2 separate regions of the Mus musculus genome follow, and region 1 is linked to region 2. A link is a contact called in public HiChIP or PLAC-seq data. All regions are on one chromosome and are shown on one strand. The core of a region is the stretch at or near the end of the contact, and the rest is flanking DNA. Distances in the headings are between cores, read along the strand shown.

Evidence for each region. HiChIP or PLAC-seq counts read pairs in DNA pulled down with a chosen protein or histone mark.
Region 1: a contact with region 2 is called in an H3K27ac HiChIP or PLAC-seq map of heart atrium, with 6 read pairs. The contact joins two enhancer-like sites. A contact is called at or near these places in 2 of 39 promoter capture datasets (the 3T3-L1 cell line and 3T3-L1-derived adipocytes) and 3 of 115 datasets of contacts at active chromatin or transcription factors (bone marrow-derived dendritic cells, bone marrow-derived macrophages and heart atrium).

The regions. Positions count from the first base shown.
Region 1 is chr7:16,760,279-16,765,910 of GRCm38.p6, forward strand. No RefSeq gene overlaps it. Among named protein-coding and RNA genes, the nearest start is that of Slc1a5, 18 kb to the right of the region's middle. Within about 2 kb of position 1,458, at least 73 of the 459 cell types and tissues checked have an H3K27ac peak or open chromatin away from gene starts, as enhancers often do. A contact at or near this core is called in 3T3-L1-derived adipocytes and heart atrium, where this site is marked.
Region 2 is chr7:16,401,822-16,406,869 of GRCm38.p6, forward strand. The region is part of intron 1 of Zc3h4 (zinc finger CCCH-type containing 4); the gene reads left to right. Among named protein-coding and RNA genes, the nearest start is that of Zc3h4, 3.2 kb to the left of the region's middle. Within about 2 kb of position 3,395, at least 274 of the 459 cell types and tissues checked have an H3K27ac peak or open chromatin away from gene starts, as enhancers often do. A contact at or near this core is called in 3T3-L1-derived adipocytes and heart atrium, where this site is marked.

The sequences.
Region 1 (5,632 bases), core at 208-2,707, 360 kb after region 2:
CAACCATCCCTTTTGTTTCCAGCCTTCCCGTAGGATGAGTAGGATGCAAGCTCTGCTTTCTCTCTTGGTAAGTTGCCTGAGGAGAGCGGAAGTCAGGCCACAGAGGTGAAATGTGCAGAAGCAATCATGGTAGGCCAGTAGGTGGGGAGGGAGGTGTGGCAGGGGAAACAGTGTTTGCTAAGAGGCTCAGGACGGAGGGGGCGGGGGGAGGGGAGGTGATGAGGACCACGCCCAGCTGGGGAGGGAGGTCTGGTTGACAGAAGGACAAGGAGCAGACTGGAAAGCAGAAGAAATCTGGGCTTGGTAGTGCGTGTTGGTTACCCTAAGCCCTTGGGACTCTGGGGTGAGAGAATGGTTTCAAATCTGAAGCCAACCTCGATGCCACAAGACGTTTTCTCTGAAAAGAGCTGGGGATGGTGGTGGTGCACGCCTTTAATCTCAGCACTAGAGAGGCAGAGGCAGACAAATTTCGAGGCCAGCCTGGTCTACAAAGTGAGTTCCAGGACAGCCAGGGCTACGCAGAGAAACCCTGTCTCAAAAAACCAAAAAAAAAAAAAAAAAAAAAAAAAAAAAAAAAAGAGCTGGGAATGCAGCTTAGTTGGTAGAGCACTTGCTTGGTGTGCAGGAAATCCTGTGTGTGTGTGTTGGGGGGCGGGGGGCGGCAATAATTTTTTGATAAATAAGTCTCATTATGTACTTCTGGCTCTCCTGGAACTCAGCACAAACCTGGCTGAACAGAGATCCAGCTGCATGTCTGTTTCCACCCCTACCCCCAGAAAAGCTTTGCGAAAGAAAGTGGGGGAAGGAGGAAGGCGGGAGGAAGAAAGGTTAGACAGAGCAGGGAGGAAAAGTTGGAAGGGTAGGAGCCACGGAGAAGGGCATGCTGGGAAAGCTGAGGGGTGCTGTGGGCCAGGGCCCCCATCGCACACCCTGGGGCACGCACAGCTTTCACCCACACAGGACACTTGGAGGCGGCTGGAATGTTAGGGGATCTTTTTACTCTGGGATGGAGGGGGATCTGTATGCCCTTTTGAGAGACTTCAGCCGTTTCCAGAGGCACAGCCTGAGGGACAGCCCTTGCTCCCCAGAGCCTTCTATGGGCTGCTTGGAGAACATTCCATTACAGGACCTTCTGGAACAAGTTGAGGAAGCTTGGCAGCCTCCACTGCCCTCGAGGCGGGGTCATTCTTTGCTCCAGCCGCCCCCTCCTTCTTCAGGACTCTCTCTCTCTCTCTCTCTCTCTCTCTCTCTCTCTCTCTCTCTCTCTCTCTCTCTCTCTCTCTCTCTCTCCCCCCCCCCCTTCTATTCTCTGACAGGACCCCTTAGGCTGGTACTTTTATAGAACACTTTAATAGAACACATGGGAATTGATCATTGAAGGCACATGGCCTGCACCGGACAGGAAGAGGTAGTGAAATTCCACCTCTCTCTCTCTTTCCCTTCTTCCGTGCCCTGAGGCTCTTCCCAGGAGGTACCCCAGCCTGTTTTATCCCATCCTCAAAGGCTCTCTTGGGAGGACTCCAGGCTCCAGCTGGATAGGCTGTGGGCTAGAGGTTGAGGCTCTGAAGTGCCCACATCAGAGACCCCCAGCAGGCTGGGCCTCCCTGCAGGAAGCTCAGAGGGCCACCGGTAGGGAAGGGCAGAGCCTGCATACCTGGATCAGGCCTAGTCCAGGGTCCCAGCGCCTGTGTTTGTTCTCAAAGTAGACATTATGTAAGCACACGCAGAGAAAGTTCTACTTAGGACACTCACAGGCCCTAAAGCTCACCGTTTTCTTACTTAAGAGTGGATTCCTGGGTTGGAGAGATGGCTCAGCAGTTAAGAACACTTGCTGCTCTTACAGAGGACCAGCGCCTACACAGCAGCTCACAACCGTCTATCAGTAATTCCAGTTCTAGGGGATCTAACAAAACACCCACCACACAAAATAAAATAAGGATCTTTTCCTTCCATCTCTTCTCTTCTCTTCTCTTCTCTTCTCTTCTCTTCTCTTCTCTTCTCTTCTCTTCTCTTCTCTTCTCTTCTCTCCTCTCCTCTCCTCTCCTCTCCTCTCCTCTCCTCTCCTCTCCTCTCCTCTCCTCTCTTCTCCTCTCCCCTCCTCTTTTCTTTTTTTTCCTCTTCTTTTTCTTCAAGACAGGGTTTCTCTGTATAGCCCTGGCTGTTCTGAAACTAGCTATGTAGACCAAGCTGGCCTTGAACTCACTGAGATCCACATACCTCTAACTCCCGAGCTGGGATTAAAGGTATGCCTTAGCACTACCTGGCTAAAATAAATAACTTTAATTAAATTAAAATAAATAAAATAAAAAGGGTGCATTTGAGTCAGACATGGTGGCATACATACGTCTGCTATACCAGTAGTTGGGAGGTTGAAGCAGGAGAATCAGGAGTTCAAAGCCAATCTTGGTGCCATAAGTTCCTGATTTAAACACAATATGGGCTGGCAAGGTGGTTTATTGAGTAAAGGCAATAGATCCCAAGGCTGATGACCTGTTTGATCCTCATGGTGGAAGGAAAGAACCAGTCTGAACAAGTTGTCCTTAGACCTCAGTCTTCACAGAAAGCTAACCTCACCTTCACACAGCCTTGGGTCCAATAAGTAGGTGTAGTGGATAGTGGTTGTGGTGGTTTGAATATGCTTGGCCCAGGGAGTGGCACTATTAGGAGGTGTGGCCTTGTTGGAGGAAGTGTGTCACTATGGGCATGGGTTTTGAGACCCTCCTCCTAGCTGCCTGGAAGTCAGTAGTCTTCTATTTGCCTTTGGAACAAGATGTAGAACTCTCAGCTCCTCCAGTACCATGCCTGCTCAGACGCTGCCATGTTTCCTGCCATGAGGATAATGGGCTGAACCTCTGAACCTGTAAGCCAGCCCCAGTTAAATGTTGTTTTTATAAGAGTTGCCACTGGGTGGTGGTGGCGCACGCCTTTAATCCCAGCACTTGGGAGGCAGAGGCAGGTGGATTTCTGAGTTTGAGGCCAGCCTGGTCTACAAAGTGAGTTCCAGGACAGCCAGGGCTGTACAGACAAACCCTGTCTTGCAAAGCAAAAAAACAAACAAACAAACAAACAAAAAACAAAAAAGGAGTTGCCTTGGTCACAGTGTCTCTTCACAGCAGTGGAAACTCTAAGATAGCTTTTTAAACCTTTATCCTGGCACTTGGAGATGAACTCCAAATTATCGCAGGATCAAAGCCAACCTCAGTCACTAGAGGGAGGTTGAGGCCCCCTGAGAACCTGCCTCAAAGCAACAGGAACAACAGCAATGATCCCTGTTTATCCACTGCCTTGAGAAGGAGAGCGTGGTGGTGCACACCTACAATCTCAGCACTCACTTGGCAGAGGCAGGAGTATGGCCGTAAGTTCATAGTTAGACTGGTCGGCAGCCAGGGCTACATAACACAACAAAGGGGGGGAAAAAACCAACGAGCTTGTGAAATTCCTGAAAGTTTAGCAATACACTCTAGAGAACTGAGGATGGATCCACCCAGCACAAGCCGAGACACCAACAGACAGAACTCCAGGATGAAGAAGCAAACGCCAACCGTTTTTATTTTGTTTTCAGGATTAAACTCAGGGTCTTATGCAAGCCAGGCAAGCATTTTTATTTTTATTTTTTTATCACCCATCTATATTCTCAGCCCCCATCAAATGATCAAGTGGCCCTAGGATTGTGTCCTGATTCTTCACCCACAGTGCACTGCTTCTGGCCTTTCCTGTCCAGAGCCTTTGCTCCTGACCATGGGCCATGTGCCCATCCTTACCCCAGATAACCCCATGGCTCTCTTCCTTGTGGCCTTTGTTCATATGACACCTTTGATTAAGCTTTTTCTAAGTAGTTTGTAAAGCAAACCTCAGATTTACACCCCAACTCCTGTCTTATGAGTAACACTGCTCTGAGCCAGGTCTTGGGGCACACATCTGTAACCCCAGCATTCTGGAGGCAGGAAGTCAGCCTAGCCTACATGAGACCCTGTCTCCAAAAAAATAGAGAGAGAAGAAAATAAAAAGAAGAACCCATTCTTCTGGTCACCTGATCTACAAATCCAACTCTGTGTGTGTGCGTGCATGCATGTGTGTCTATGTGAGTATGTATGCATGTATGTATGTGTGTATATATGTATTGTGTTTAAGTGTCTGTGTATGTTTGCATGTTTGTATATGTGAGTGTGTGCAGGTGTGAATGTATGTATGTGTGTGTGTCTGTGTGTGTAAATGAGTGTGTACTATAAGGACTGAAGCCAACGCTTCTCAGAAATGCTAGTGCGACAGAGTATTGCTACATAGCATAGCTGGCCTTAATCGCAACGAAATCCTCCCGCGTCAGCCTCTTCACATTTCAATTTATGATATGTGGTGATGGAACCCAGAGCTTCCTGCATGCTAGACAGGTAGGCACTCTACAAACTAAGCCCATTCCCAGAACTCGTGTGTGTGTTTTAATTGTTGATTAAAATTTTTTATTATATTTTCTTACTTGTACATGTGTGTATGTTCAGTTACATGCATGCCCATGTAACTGCCCCACCCCATGCACATATGGGCAGCATTAACTAGACTTAGTTATATTTTAAAAAAAAAGATAAATTTGGGAGGGAGACATGGGCAAAGTTGGAGGGGGAAATGGGGTAGATATGATCTTATTTCAATCTATACATGTATGAAATTGTCAAAAATAAAAAAGTCTTTAATTTTAATTTTAATTATGTGGGAAGTGAGGGTGAGTAGGTGCACGTGAGCACAGGTAGCCAAGGATATCCCTGACCCTCAGGAGCTAGAGTCACAGGCAACTGTGTCTCATCTGATGTGGATTCTGGGAATCACTCTCAGATTCTTTGCAAGAGTGCTCTTAACTGCTGAGCCGGCTCTCCATTCCCACTGCGATGGAGTGGCTTCAATTAAGTGGCTTCAATCCATTTTTTAAAATGTATTATTTATTTTTACAGAATTGTTTCTCGGCATGCATGTACTCAGAGGACAACTTGGGGAGAAGTCAGCTCTTGCCTTTTCTGTGTCAAAGTCAGGACTTTCTTGTTTCTGCTACTGTACCGTGCACTCCACCCCCCACCCCCAGCTTCTAGGCAACCTATCTCTGCCTCCCACCTTCGGGTGAGAATCCTGTGGATGTAGACTGCCTGATACATCATCCAGCCCCCCCCCCCATTTTCATGTGTGTGTGTATGTGCGTGTACATGTGCACGCACATGCACATATGTGTGTTTGCATGTGTATGGGCACGTGTGTGTGTAGGCATACACACATGTTCATTTGGGTGTGTGTGTGTGTGTGTGTGTGTGCATGTACATGTGCACACACATGCACATATGTGTGTTTGCATGTGTATGGGCATGTGTGTGTGTGTAGGCATACACGCATATTCACTTGTGTGTGTGTGTGTGTGTGTGTGTGTGTGTGAGAGAGAGAGAGAGAGAGAGAGAGAGAGAGAGAGAGAGAGAGAGAGAGACCTGAGCTTGCTGTTGAGTATCATCCTCTGTGGCCCCATTGAGACAGGGGCTCCCCTACAGGCCAGAGTTTGCTCCTATGGCTAGTCTAACTAACCACCCTGCTATGGGCATCCCCATCTCTGCTTCCTAAAGCTACCAGTATAAGTGGGTTACTACACCCCCACTGCCTT
Region 2 (5,048 bases), core at 2,145-4,644:
TTGGAAACCCTATTGGTTTTTTTTTTTTTTTTGGGGGGTCCCTCTCTTTTTGTAGGTAGGTGACAGTCAGTGGTGGAGGGTCCTTAGTTTTAAGGTTTTTGTTTTTTTGCGGGGGGGTTGTATGAAGGTTGCTTTTCCTGCATTGGATAGTAGAGGAAGTTGGCCACCGCTTTCTCCGGGCATCGCCCCCTCTTTGGGGCAAAACAGGGTGCAATCGCCCCCTTGGGAGCAAAGATCTCCCCCGTGTGCTTTGGCAGGACGTGAACTGTGGCGCCTCTTGTCCTCTAGTGCGAAATGGGTTCCCCACGCCCTTCTCTGGCGGGTGATAATGGGACCAGCCCTGCGTGTTTTGAGGATGAGAGGTTTGGGGCCATTTTTGCCCTGCTGGAGCCGAAAGATAAGGGGTACATAGTTTGCTGATTCCTGGGAGCTGGAGTGAGTAGGTTTGAAAATAGGTGGGTTTCAGGGAGCAGAAAAGCTAGTCTTGCAGGCGGGGGTGGGGGTAGGGTGGAGAATGCGCTAGACAGAAGCCTCGCTCGCAGCCGTCAGGGAACCGCAGAGGACCCCTTCAGACCATGGGTCTCAGCCCTTTCTCCCCACTCCCACCTCCTGTTCTCCCTTTCTCCTTCACAGACCCTCCTTTGCCTTTTAAAAGAAATGCCACCCACATTCAAAGACACAGGTGCAGCAGTTTGGTGAGCTTTTTTTACAATTTTTTTTTTCCTGTTTTGTTCTAATTAAATGTATCGTCCTGGGAATCGCAGCCCTTCGCAGTCAAGGAAATAAACAGATTAGCGGAGGTCTGTTCGCTAAGCCCACGTTGGGCTTCCTGGTCCCCTCGGGGGCAGGTGCTTTACTCAAAGGTGCTTGCAAGCTTTATCCGACCTCTAAGGAGTTCTCTTATGTCAGAAGTGTATGTCTTACAATGGGTTGGGATGGTAAGTAGCCTCTTTTATTGAGTAATTCAATTATCTCCCTCTTTTAGTCCCTTTCCTGCCTGCTTACTCCTCGCCTTTAGACCAAAGTGATGCTTGAGAGTGGATTTATTATGTTCAAATCAGGATTCTAACCTATTGAGCCCTTTTAGACTTGCACATCCTTTCAGTGTTTAATTTAAAAATTTTTGGTGTACACAGTTTTCTTACAAAAAAAAAAAAGTGTTACTGTAACATGACAAAAGTCCATTGAAAAGGCCCAATATGTTTTCAGACCCTTGGTGTCCCTCTATTTTCATCCATTGCTTTGTCTCCAGCCTTCATTTGAAAGTGGCTCCCTCAAGTCCCTCTGGAGGGGATAAGCTTACAGAATTTGGTTTGTACTTGTATTCAAGTTAAAGTCACATCCCCTCGCCCTCCCAGAAAAGACCGTTGCAAGCAGGCCCATTTTCCATATTTTTTACTCAAATGTTACTTATGGTGATAGACATTTAAATCGAGCAAGTCATTTGTAAAGTACTGTCTAAGCACAAATGTATGTGTAAACTGTGTCAAGCCCTGATCTCTCCTGTCCACTGCTCTTTGTTCCGAAGCACATGCCTGACCGCGAAAAGTTGATGTAAAACGTGTCACACGCCCAGTCATGTTGGAGAGAACATGTTCCACCCTCAGTCCCCTCACCCTACACATACAAGTTCAACACCACCCAAAGCAGCTGCGGTGGCTTGCGGGACCTAACACTGTCCTTCGGATGTGTTTTACAAGCATAACTTCTGTAAAAGACAAAAACACGTTGAAGTTCCATTGTGCCCCTGGCCCACTTTTGGTCCCTGAAGTACTTTGTTAGGGAAGTCTTTCTCACTCAAGCCTAGTCCTTCCAAAGGAGCCGGTTCCCTCTTTGTGTTCTCAGGGGAGATGATGTCCATCTGCACGTGCAAGCGGCAGTTTGTCAGGCCGCTTGCTTTATTCCTTTAGATGTATTCACAGTTGTAACTGCCATGCAGTGGTGGTCTGATGTAAAATCAGCTCTTTGAGGAAGACATTTCCAGAATGTACAGAATTCCTGCACAAAACGTCTAAAGCACGAACGTAACACACTATCCAGTGCGCTGGGTCAGCTGGACAAAACATCTGAAGGTTCTCATCTCGTGTAAAGTTCCACCAGGAGCTCAGAGCAGAAGCAGGGTCAGCTGATAACCCTTCCATTCCACATGGTTAGAATTTCTAAGTTATGAAAGAACACTTAAACTTTAAAAATAAAATGTTAGGAAATGGGATTCCTTTTGGGAATGAAAATTTAGCAGTCATTTTTCTGAATGTGAAAATATTTCCTCCAAACATTTAAAAAAGCTCTCAGGCATATTCCTGCAAGGGTTCATTTGTTGTTGTTTTTTTGTTTTGTTTTGTTTTTTGTTTTTTTGGCAAAGGAGTCCCAATATTAAGTTAAATGTGTTTAGGTATTCCATATTTTTGAAATGTCACAGTAGTACCTTTTTTTTTCTCCCTAAACTGATGTACCAGTTAATAATGAAATTAATGGATGTTGCAAAAGCAAAAGAAAAGGGTGTCACTGGGAATCCCTGATTTTAACAGCAAAGCTTATACATACTTTGTAAGCTTGGAAGTTTTTGTTTCCTCTGGATGAAAGATTTCATTTGAAAGTAAGTCAAAATCTCCCAGTAGGAGCAGAATGGGCTTTGACCCTGTAGTTACTCCAAGGTAGAGTCCCTAGCTCCCAATTCTCCAGTTGCTCCACCAAAGAGGAAAGAGCGCATTCAGCATGTGCAGGCTTTCTCACTCCTAGTCTGTCTCTAAGCACTTTTCCTTCATGTACTGTAAGGTTGACATCTTTGATTTTTGACAAGACAGACCTTTCTGGAAGTAAAGGTAGCTAGCAGTTTTAGAAAGTCATCCTTGTGGTTTTTCCTTATCCAAAAAGACCTATGCTAAAGGGAATTTGTTTGGGAAGGCAGGCTGTCCTGGCTGCTCTGCCTGGTGAAAGTGTGGCTCTTGGATTTGTTTCTATATAGCTGAACCCTGGGACAGATTTCTAGGCGCTGGCTCTGCCTCCACTCCAGCCCATCGCTCCTCCCTAAGGCTGTCAGAACCAGGTCAGAGTCTTCACTTGGTTTTGTAGAGGGGCTGGGGAGGCTTGGGCACTGTTGAGCCCCCAGAAACCTTTTTCATGGAGGTAAGGATTAGGGATCCATTTGTGAATACCTCTGTTGAAAGTCACTGATTAAACTGTCTCAAGGTCTCTGGATAGCTTTAGGTCAAACCAAATTCAGGGAACCTACTCATGGTCTCTGTGGATGGACTTTTTTAGTAGTACCAGAGTGCTGATTCTGCCTGCCTGCCATGGCATCTGAAGTGAGACGATGGCTTGAGTTGAGCCTGGCCCATGGCTGTGCCTCACCAGTGCTGGGGTGCACAACAGGCAAACAGGAAGGTTGCAGCTTTCTGGCAGTTACTTGCTGACTTTTGAAGGCCTGGGAGGAGCAGCCTGCTCTTTGGCAGTGGTAATGGAGGAAATGGTCTGGAGTCAGTTACATAATTAAGGCCTCATAGACTATGGCAAGCTGCCTGTTTGGATAAGTTAAGGCAAACTTTCCAGCTCTGGCTTTCCAAGTTTTGAGCCTCATCTGCTATAAAGCTCTGTTGCGTCTGAATGCTGTAGATACACTGCTAGAAACAGTGCAGCAATTCATATTGTGTTAGTGCTGTGCGGTGAGGTGGAGTGGTTTCAAAATCAATTTCAGGCACGTTGCACATTGAGATAATTCTTGAGCTGATGTGATAGAAATGAAGACACGACCTCTTGGTTGGTGCTAGTTACAGCTACATCATCATAGAGATAATTTTTCATTAGGATTGGAGGCTGTCTGCTAGGAGTAAGTAGCTTGTTTCTCCTGGCCACATTGCTCCTCCCAATAGAGAATTACTCTCATTTTCCCTGCTTCGGTTTTGTTGATTGGTGACTCAGCTCCCTGTTTGTCAGGCAAGTGGTGACATCTCTGAACGCTGGAGATAGCAACAGGATGTGAAGGAAGGGTGTGGGTATGTGAAAGCAGCTACTGCTGTCCAGGGCTGGTGCCCTCCAGCACCAATGCCCACTCCTCAGGGTTACCACAGTCCAATGGGTGCTACAGAGCACCCACACAGTGGCTGCCGCTCAGTGCCTCTGTCCTTACTGGGAGAAATTCTAAATAGAACACTGGCTGTTCCGTGTGTAAACAGAAGCAGGATGTGTCTGACTGACGGAAGTAGGCCTCTCGGGTGCTGGGCAGCTTTCTTAAAGGGAGCTGGTGGGGACTAAAGTCCATGGAAGCCATCTTGTGACACTTCTTGTTTCACAGTGTTTGGTATAGATGCTGAAATGGTCCAGCTGTCTTGAGCCAATGCCCAGTGTACCGGCATGCATTTGGTTTTGCAATTAGAATGGAGTGAGTCAGCATTCCAAGCTGAGGTTGGCCCCCTGAGAACCAGGAAGTTAGGGATCCAAAGCCAACCCCACTCCTACTCCCCTTTGCTCTGCTTCAGCCAACCCTTGGCCTGAATCTCTGCGGGCCAGGCCTGTTAGACTCCAGGATCTCGCACCCCTTGTAATTTGACTGAGTCCCTATGTTTGTTGAGCAGCTAGGTTTGTCCTGCCCTTGGCTTGGAACAGAAATGTTTCATATTTCTGTTTTGGTTTGGATACTAGGGCAGGAACCCTAGGCCCTGCACTTGTTCGATGGTTTGTGTTTGTGAGGCAAGGTCTCACAGTGTAATACACATTGGCCTCCAACTCGTTTGTTTGTTTGTTTGTTTGTTTGTTTAAAAGACTTAAAAGAGAGGGTCTCACATAGCTGGTCTTCTATCCCAGACTGGGTAGCTCACCAAGCTGAGGCAGCTCACCTTCTGCCTCTGCCTGCTAAGTCCTGCAAGTACAGCTGTGTGTCCCTGTGTCCTTTGGCTTTTTTTTTTTTTTTTTTAAATGGAGTCAGGCATGTTCTGCCTTTTTTTTTTAAACATTTTTTTAAAGATTTATTTATTTATTATATGTAAGTACACTGTAGCTGTCTTCAGACACACCAGAAGAGGGAGTCAGATCTCATTACAGATGGTTGTGAG